Linked DNA regions of Mus musculus: all the other regions are linked to region 1. Evidence: chromatin contacts called from public HiChIP or PLAC-seq and promoter capture Hi-C data. All regions are on one chromosome and are shown on one strand. The core of a region is the stretch at or near the end of the contact, and the rest is flanking DNA. Distances in the headings are between cores, read along the strand shown.

Evidence for each region. Promoter capture Hi-C pulls out the DNA fragments that hold promoters and counts their contacts. HiChIP or PLAC-seq counts read pairs in DNA pulled down with a chosen protein or histone mark.
Region 2: a contact with region 1 is called in an HNF4G HiChIP or PLAC-seq map of pancreatic cancer cells. The contact joins the promoter of Slc16a11 here to the promoter of Hes7 in region 1. A contact is called at or near these places in 5 of 39 promoter capture datasets (fetal liver, hematopoietic stem and progenitor cells, liver and 1 more), 3 of 115 datasets of contacts at active chromatin or transcription factors (cardiomyocytes, large pre-B cells and pancreatic cancer cells) and 2 of 9 other capture datasets (adipose tissue and liver).
Region 3: a promoter capture Hi-C map of liver shows a contact between it and region 1, with 5 times the contacts expected there. The contact joins the promoter of Vmo1 here to the promoter of Hes7 in region 1. A contact is called at or near these places in 2 of 39 promoter capture datasets (both in liver) and 1 of 9 other capture datasets (liver).

The regions. Positions count from the first base shown.
Region 1 is chr11:69,118,773-69,121,811 of GRCm38.p6, reverse strand. Hes7 (hes family bHLH transcription factor 7) reads right to left here and starts at 1,359. Exons shown (of 4, transcript NM_033041.4): 1 at 1,297-1,359; 2 at 207-302. The coding sequence starts at 1,338. It overlaps n-TGgcc5 (a tRNA gene), which reads left to right and starts at 2,948; the gene lies at 2,948-3,018. It also overlaps 9130213A22Rik.
Region 2 is chr11:70,212,338-70,215,235 of GRCm38.p6, reverse strand. Slc16a11 (solute carrier family 16 (monocarboxylic acid transporters), member 11) reads right to left here and starts at 1,326. Exons shown (of 5, transcript NM_153081.3): 1 at 972-1,326; 2 at 524-734; 3 at 138-281. The coding sequence starts at 725.
Region 3 is chr11:70,513,204-70,515,937 of GRCm38.p6, reverse strand. It overlaps Vmo1 (vitelline membrane outer layer 1 homolog (chicken)), which reads left to right and starts at 1,322. Exons shown (of 3, transcript NM_001013607.1): 1 at 1,322-1,527; 2 at 1,642-1,757; 3 at 2,073-2,422. The coding sequence starts at 1,336. The coding sequence ends at 2,370.

The DNA.
Region 1 (3,039 bases), core at 110-2,609:
TCAGTTTACCGAGCCAGACTGGAAACTTACAGACCAGCAAGGTGGAGAAGAGCAAGTTCTGAGAGCGAGAGGGGGTCTGGGATGGGATTTCAAGGAGCAGGCTTGGGTCCAGAGTCACCACTCCAGCTTATGTCCCCACCCCAGTAGAAAGCTCTGGGACACAGGTACAGAATGCTTAGGGGCCTGGGGCCAGCGGTGGAACTGACCTGGTCCCTGGTCCTCTCCAGGAGCAGCAGCCTCAGCTCTTCTAGGCTGCGGTTGATGCGGTCCCGGCGCCGCTTCTCCACCAACGGCTTCAGCATCTGTGACCAGCGGGAAAGGAAGAGCGGGCCGACCGGACCGAGACTCAGCGCCGCCGCGCAAGCGTCCGATCCTGCCGCTGGGAAAACCCCCCATGCGCCCCTTTCCCCTAATCCCAGGCTGCTTGGGTCTGGTCCATTCGTTTCCCTCTCACTCCCTGCTACTTCCCAGTCCCTTGGGTCGCTTTCCGTGGCTCGCCCACTTCTCCCTGCCCTTTCTGTGTTCAGCTTTCTCCTCTCTTCTCCCCTCTATGGCACTCTTCTTTTCTCTTTATATCTCTATCTTGTGTCGTCTCCCTCTCAGTGTATCACTGAAGAACTTTAGGGCCACTCTTTGCCCCCAGGCTAGTGAGCCGCGCGATAGAGACCTAAGGTGAAAGGCAGACACACAGTGCGACCACACCTCCTCTTCTCACTCAAACCCTTCACTCGTTCTCCTAATATCTCTCACCTGGCCTCGCACCTCCGGAACCAACGACTCAAAGGTCTTCTCTTTGAGTCAGATGTGGGTTCCCAGGCGCTTACAGACAGCGTCCATAGCCTTTCCTCTATTTTTGTTTCCACCCTCCTCCACCAGCTATGGCCTCTAGCTTATCTCATGTTATAGTATAGCTTCGTGGGGTTTTGTTTGTTTGTTTTATTTTGGTTTGGTTTTTGTTTGTTTGTTTGTTTGTTTTTTCGGTAGGGGTGCACTCTGTGGCCTCGAACTTGCGATAATCCACCTGCCCCAGCTTCCCGAGCCCTAGAATAGGCCACGATGCCCAAATTCTGGCACTTTCCTAGCCACAAGCCTTAGCCCACAATAATGCAAACCCCTAGACCTCCGCTTCCGCAGCCCGCGCAAGTTGGGCTCTGACCCTGCCCTCTTTATACTTTACAGGTTCTTTCGGTCTTTTCACTCTTGTGTCTCCATCCTCATTCCTAGCCCACAGAGTTAGAACCTTTAAGTCCTCTGGCCTGAACAGGGACCCTATTTCCCTCCCTTCCCACCTCTCACCTTGGGGCCGTCCCTATTCTCAGCTCGCTCCCGGGTGACCATTGCTCCTCCGGACCCTTCGGTGGACTCAGCGCGTGCTGCCTAGATCCTTATATCCCGCCGCTGCAGGGTAGGAGGGCTAGGGCCCGGCCCCGCCCCCTTCAGCCCCTAGATGCCCAGCTCAAGGACCCCGGCACGAGGCTCCCGGAAAGGCAGGGAGTGAAGGGGGAGGGGAAGGGGAGGAACTAGCCCCAAATGTGGGAAGTGAGGGGAGGAAGGGGCCACAGGCTGGTTTAAGGACCATAAAGCTGTATAATAAGGCGGGACCCAACTGGAGGGAGGAGATTATTAGGGGAAGAGAGTCTAAGTGAACTGGGAAGAAATCACTTAGGCATGAAATTTGGGGGTCTCCTAGACTAGTAGATTTCTTGGAGGTTCACTATAGCCCCACCAACCCTGAAATAAATGTTGGCATGCTTCTGCCTCCAGGCTGAATATTATAATCTTCTCCCAACCCCTAAAGGTGCAGAGCAGATCTACCGGATTCTACTGGCTGGCTGTGGGAAAAGACGGCGCCGTTGTATCTGTCTCTTCTACTCAATTCCCACAATAACTCCAGTACTTATCCCTGCAGACGTAGTAATAAGGAGAATCTGCCGCCAAACTGACTCTATAGATACTGTGACTTGAGTCCCCGGGAACAGATTTTCCTAAGGATGGCTGGACTAAGGGAGGACAAAGGAAACTTCTAGGGGGAAAAAAATCCTTGAAGTATACGTGAGTGAAGAAATCTTTCCATTCACTACCCTTGATCTTAGTTAGCCAAGAGGCCGAGAAGCGATACCTTTCCGTTTACAAGAACTTGGTTTAAAACTAAATTCAGGAGTACAGCTGGCAGGAAAACATAGAGTGCACCAGTTGGTGGGCGCTCTGGAGGCCTCTAGGGACTGTAGGGGAGCAGGGAGACGTGAGATTTGCTAAAGGGACAAGAAAGGTTTGGTTGCAAAATGGGATCTTCACCCACCTCAAACAAAGAGCATGACCTCTCAGAAGGATGGATATGTCAACACCTGGAGACTTCAGGGCGAAGTGCCTGAGAAGGTAAAATCGAAATTTAACACGACAAGAAGGCCTGGGGAAAGGACATAATAAAGACAGGGCTACAAACCGAGCCAGAAGATAGCTGTGGAGTCAGAGACAAAGTGGAACCCCTTCCCAGAGGCCCTCCACATCCTGAGAGGGTTTTCTGGCAAGAGGCTGCCTTGCCAAAGGCAGAGCAGGAGGGGCCCGGTACTTGAGAAAGGAGGCACCCATTTGGGGTTAGGGCCCTCAGTACATCCCACCTTCCCCTACTTCAGCCAAATGGAAGCACAGATGTGTGGTCCCAGCAGGCCCCACCGCCCCCCTCCTTGGGAACCAGGATTGGGGTTGAGTTTTTCTCACCTGCACGTGAGGCTCGGGGCCTGAGGCAGTTTGCACCCGGGTGTGGGGCCGCCCCTGGCCATATGGAATGACTTTATGGCCCGGTGGCCGGATCCAACGGAGAGAAAAAAATGGCCTGACGCTCCACCCACCTCAATGATTCTCTACAACCTTTTCCCACACCTAGAAGTAGGATTGGATCTGCCTCTGAGAAGTTCACATAGGCTTATTATGACCTCTCTCCTTGTCTGCATTGGTGGTTCAGTGGTAGAATTCTCGCCTGCCACGCGGGAGGCCCGGGTTCGATTCCCGGCCAATGCACAGTTCTAGCTTTTTTCTTTT
Region 2 (2,898 bases), core at 77-2,576, 1.1 Mb before region 1:
ATTCTTTAGCCCCTCTTCTCCTCTGCACGCTCACGCGGACACACACACACACACCGCCTTGTACAGTCCCCTATCCTATAAGAAGTTCCTGTCCCCATTATCACCCCTTAAACATACAGCCACCCCACTCTTCTTACCAGCGAGGAGGCCCAGGCCGAGGTAGAGGTGCAGGAGGCTTCGGGCGAAAGCCGAGAAGACCAAGCCAAGCGAGGTTAGGACTCCCCCAACCATCACCACGGGGCGTGCCCCCCAGCGAGTGCTCAGGGCGCTGCCCACTGGGCCTAGAAGGGGGCGGAGTCAACGAAGACATGCCCCGGGACCCCCAAACTATCCGAAACATTTCTCATTGGCTGTTTTGCCTGGCCTGGTAACTCCTCCCATTGACCTCAAGACCCACTCTTCTAGAATTTGGTTCCACCAGTAACTCTCAGGTTGTCTGGTAATCAAGTCTGCTGTCTCCCATCACTACATCCACGGCCTCTCCACCCGGTGCCCGCCTCCCACCTCGGGGGGCCCCCCTCACTGGCTGCCTGCTGCACGGCCAAGGCCAGGGCGCTGACCCACGCAGTGTCCTGGGCGCTTCGTTCAAAGTGCTCCGCGAGGTCGGGGAGGGCAAGGCCCAGGGAGCGTAAGAGCCCGTAGGAGAGCCCGTTCACGGCGAATGCTGCGGCCGCCACCACCCAGCCCCAGCCCCCGTCCGGGGGTCCGGCCGGCTTGGGGGTCATCGCCGTCTGCTGGGGTGGGGAAACACCTGTGAATGAAGTCTCCACGCCTGGGCCTCCGCTAGGGAGCTGACGTCCCTGAGATCCAGCCTCGGGCTGCTCGCCCAGGGAGGGCACGTCGCCCGGAGCATGGGCGCGGGAACCAGGCCTAGGGATAGAAGTCCTAGGTGCGCGTGAGGTCCTGGGATGGAGGGGCAGCAGGATCCCCCAGGCCAGGGGCTCATCCTTCCCAAACCCTCTTTCTCTTACCCGACCTCTCCCGGCGTTGGGGGTAGGGAAAGGGCGAAGGTGGGTTCGGCCGGATTTTCTCCGCGCTTTCCGCAGAAAGGGTTCTGCGGAGCAGCTAGCCAGCACAGAGATGGAGCCCAACTTGGACCGCTCTCTCCAGTAAACAGAGATCACCACAGGGGCCCAAGCCACCTGGGACACGGGGTGGGGGTGGGGGTGAATACCGAGGGCGGGGGAAAGAGAGACAGCCAATCCACCCAGGCCTGGCTAAGGCCTGACGCCGAGTCCCACGAGGATTGAATTATCCACACACGAGCCCCAGCCCTGGTTGGGGAACCGCGAGGAGTGAGCGTACCTGGTGGCCGCGCCCCGCCTCTCCCCGCGCCTCTCACGCCGCGGGGCTCACACCCACGCACCTGCTGCGCACGCAAGAAGAGCCCGGTTGCACTCTTCGCCCGGCCAACTGCCCACGCATGAAAATAGCAGTGGTCTCCAAAACCTAAATGAGTTCTTGGATTCTCGGATTTGTTGTTGAGGATCCTGTAAAGCTCCAACATCAAATCACTCAAATCACTGGCCTCCAATGGACAACACCAGCATGCCCTCACTAGAAAGGAAGGCGAGTTCTCGGTACCAAGACCTGTGATGTTCCAGGCAGTCTTTACATACTTGGCCATTTCATCCTTACAATATCCCTATGAAGATGGCACTATCCCCATTTTACAAATGTAATAGCTGACCCCTAACCCACCCCAAAGCGTTCAGCTAAAAAAAAAAAAAAAATTGAACTTAGGTTTATACTATCGTGGGAGGATACAGGGAGAACAGACCTAGGAGTGACACAGAGATTGGGGACAGTTGAGGGAAAGAGCTTGGAGAGACAGATTGATGTGAACTGTAGTGGAAAGGACAGAATTCATGCAGAGCCACAGTGTGAGGGTGGCTGGGAATAGCTGAAAGGCTTGGGCAAGATTTTTTTTTTTTTAAGGAAGAATTCAGAGAAATAAACCCAGGTGTTTTTCTTGAAGATTTTAACGAGCAACCTTCTTTAGCAGTCACTATTGCTTTACTTCCGCCATTTGATTCATTTGGTTTAATCATTAAACAATGCCATTGAAATTTCAGCGATTTGCAGGTTGGAGCTTATATCAACCCGTAGCCACGGGATGGCGGTGTTTCCTAATTGATGAGAAAGTATCAGCCTAGAAAGGGAAGAAACGTAGCTGAGAAGTCGTGAAACTGGAAGACTAAAGAGAGTAGACAGACTTTCAGAAGCACATCACTGTGTTTGGGGAAGGCCTCACAACCATTAAAGGAGAGCCAGGCTACCTTCCCATCCCACACTCCCACCCCAGGGAATCAGCGTCCTCCCTCCTCAGTAAGTCTACCCTTTTCTCAGTTCTGGGTTTTCACATAAATGGTTTTTCTGCTGAAATGTCCTAGAACAGAAGACCATGAAGGTGTGAGGCCCTGCCACAGACACCTTAGGAAAGTGGCCTCACTGCATTCACCAGCCAGGAGCTGTCTGTGAAAGCCACCGGAGTGGTGGCGCCTGCAGGTACTCAGCCACCAAGGAGGCAGGGAACAGCTGGCTGGTTTCTTGAGAAGGCCAGTAAGAAGTCTGCTCTCTGTAAGTGGAACCCGGCCAGCCCAAAGGAATGGCTCTCTCCGTGATGAAATAGAAATACAGCCAGAGAGGAGACTATTTCTGGGTTGTACCAAATAATGCTGTGTACTTTGGCAGAATGCAAAATCCGGAGCCTAGGGTGATTGGTTGTGAAAGGGCATGTTCCTCGTCTTCCTCATGCTCATAGCCAGAGCCAATGTGTGTTGTCCATGGAGTTAATGAACATTGGAAAAGTGGACCCCCTACCTAGAACCCCAAGAAGACTTACTAAGCTTGACTCTCGCTTCGCTATCTGAGTGCAAACGAGGATCTGCTTCCTTG
Region 3 (2,734 bases), core at 73-2,572, 1.4 Mb before region 1:
AAACCCTTTCTTCCCCAGCTTGCTTTTGGTCATGGTGTTTCACTGTGGCAATAGAAACCCTAAGTAAGACTGCTAACGCCAGGCAGTGGTGTCTCATGCCTTTAATCCCAGCACTTAAGGAGGCAGAGGCAGGCAGATTTCTGAGTTCGAGGCCAGCCTGATCTACAGAGTAAGTTCCAGGACAGCCAGGGCTATACAGTGTCCCGACCCGAGGGACAGTCGAACAGGCACTTGAGAGGCACCTGGAAGAGAATGGGGGGACAAAGAGATACAAAGAACAAGACAAGCTGACAAATTTTTATTTTTCCCACACAGGTTATATACTCATAGGAGCAGGAAGGGGGTGAAGTGGGGTCGCTTTGTCTCTGAGTAGTGCACCTATTCCCAGGAACAGGATGTTGACTGGGTAAACAGTTCAGCAAGAAGATCAGAACAGAATGGGTTAATAGGCACCTATCCACAAGATTTATAGCTCTTTGTTTTCCACTGACTTCAGGATCTATGTCTATTTGTACTCAGCTGGGCTAGTACTTTCCCACAGAGGCCAAGACTTTGTGCCGGCAAGCACTTATGGCTGACAAGGCAGTTAACATTCAAACAGGGTCGCTCCCAACAATACAGAGAAACTCTATCTTGATAAAACAAAACAAAACAAAACAAAACGACTGCCACATACAGTATTTCAGGACAACCTGGGTTCCAGAGGAAGATCCTGTCTCTCTGGGTGTATCTGGTGTCCAAGATTCTCAAAGAATCAGAGCCACAGCCTTAAGAAGACCTTTTCCCAGCCCTTATCCTTCCCAGCCGTGATCTATGTTAACAGTATTCTTTTCTACATCCTGTAGGGTTGTCTCTCATCCTCACACTGTCTCCTGCCTAATCCTATCCCTGGCAAATTTTCCTAGAATCACTGCAGTCTCCAGCCTTGGCTTCCATTGCCAGTGCTGGGATTTCCCTCAGTTTACTGGGGTAGGGGTGGGGGTGGCAAGTTACTTACAGCTCTCTCATCTACTAACTAGGAAATATAATTTCTATCTTCTACAATCATTGCGGTGATTACATGAAATATACCTGGAGCTAGTGTTAAGTATTCAGTAGGCCCTAATTTAAACTCAGTGGCTTCTACTGCCCTCCCTTCCCTAACTCCTGGGGGCCGCAAATCTTCAGGGTTCCTGGACTGGAGCAGATTAGTTTTGAATGTCACTTAATCCTGGTCATTCTTCCGCAATCTGAGCCATGAAAGGACAGGGCTGGTAGAGAGCTGCAACCTGAATCTTGATAGGGCCAGGACTGATATAAATCCATCTAAGTGACCAGATTCATAGGTCATGCAGGATGGAGTTGCAGGCTGGAGCCAGGCTGTTACTGCTGCTGGGGGTGATGTGCTATGGACATGCACAGATTCAAGTTCACGTAGAACCACGCTATGCATCGATCGTTGACGTGACCAACGGTGGTACCTGGGGTGATTGGGCCTGGCCTGAGATGTGTCCTGATGGATACTTTGCCAGTGGGTTCTCTGTCAAGGTGAAGGTTCAGACCTGGGTCTTAGAAAGGGCAAAGATGTGCCAGATTGCAGAGCTGAACGTGAGAAGGAGAATCCTCTCAGTGGACCTCACTTCTGCTTCCCTCCTGACCTAGGTGGAGCCCCCTCAAGGCATTCCTGGAGATGACACAGCTCTGAATGGGATCCGGCTACACTGCACTCGAGGGAACTCACAGAAAAACACCCACGTCGTGGAGTCCCAGTCCGGAAGGTGAGATTAGGGACCAAAGACCCAACGGGGTAGAAAGCATTTATCTAGTGTTTGTAAAGCTCTGGGTTCACTCCTGAATGGGAAGGACACTCTCCTAGGACAAAGGTATACATACCCCTTCCCTTCTGTTAGTGCCCTTCCCTGAGATAAACTCCACTAAGGTTATAGAGGTGTGGGGTGGAAGTCCACCCGTGTACTCAGGGAAACACAGGAGATTAGATCTAGCCCATCCTTTATTGGCAGTGCTGGGTTTGGAAGTCCCCAGGGTGGGTAGGACGTGCTTGAAGAACCATTACAACTCTCCTTCTCTTGCAGCTGGGGTTCATGGAGTGAGCCTCTGTGGTGTCCTGGCACTAGCTTCTTAGTGGCTTTCTGCCTCCGGGTGGAGCCATTTACATTCCCAGGGGACAACACTGGAGTGAACAACGTGCGCTTCCGTTGCTCAGACGGCGTGGAGCTGGAGGGGCCTGGGCTGAACTGGGGAGACTACGGAGAGTGGAGCAACTCATGTCCCAAAGGTGTCTGTGGCTTGCAGACCAAAATCCAGAAGCCAAGAGGCCTCCGAGATGACACTGCACTTAATGACATCAGAATATTCTGCTGTGCCAGCTGATGCGGTCGCTCTGCCAGTACTGTCTTTTACCATTAAAGCTTCTTGGCCTTGGCGTTGCTGTCCCCTTGATTAAGAGACAATAAGCTGCCTGCCTCCTTGCCTCTGCTTTCTTGACCCAGCATGGCTCAAGGCCGGATTCAGGGGTTGTAGGTCACATAGTTTAGAACAAAGAACTTGAACACATGAATTTTCGGGCCTTGACTCTCTGAGGACATCTGCAGATAATATGTCCCCTTTAAGAGCCCAACTTGTCTCCCTTCCGTACCATCAGTGACTTCAGATTAAGGAGTGGGGGTGGAAGTTTTGTCCACTCCTGACCCCTGTACTCAGAGAGACTGGATGAGTAGATCGAATCTACTGGTAA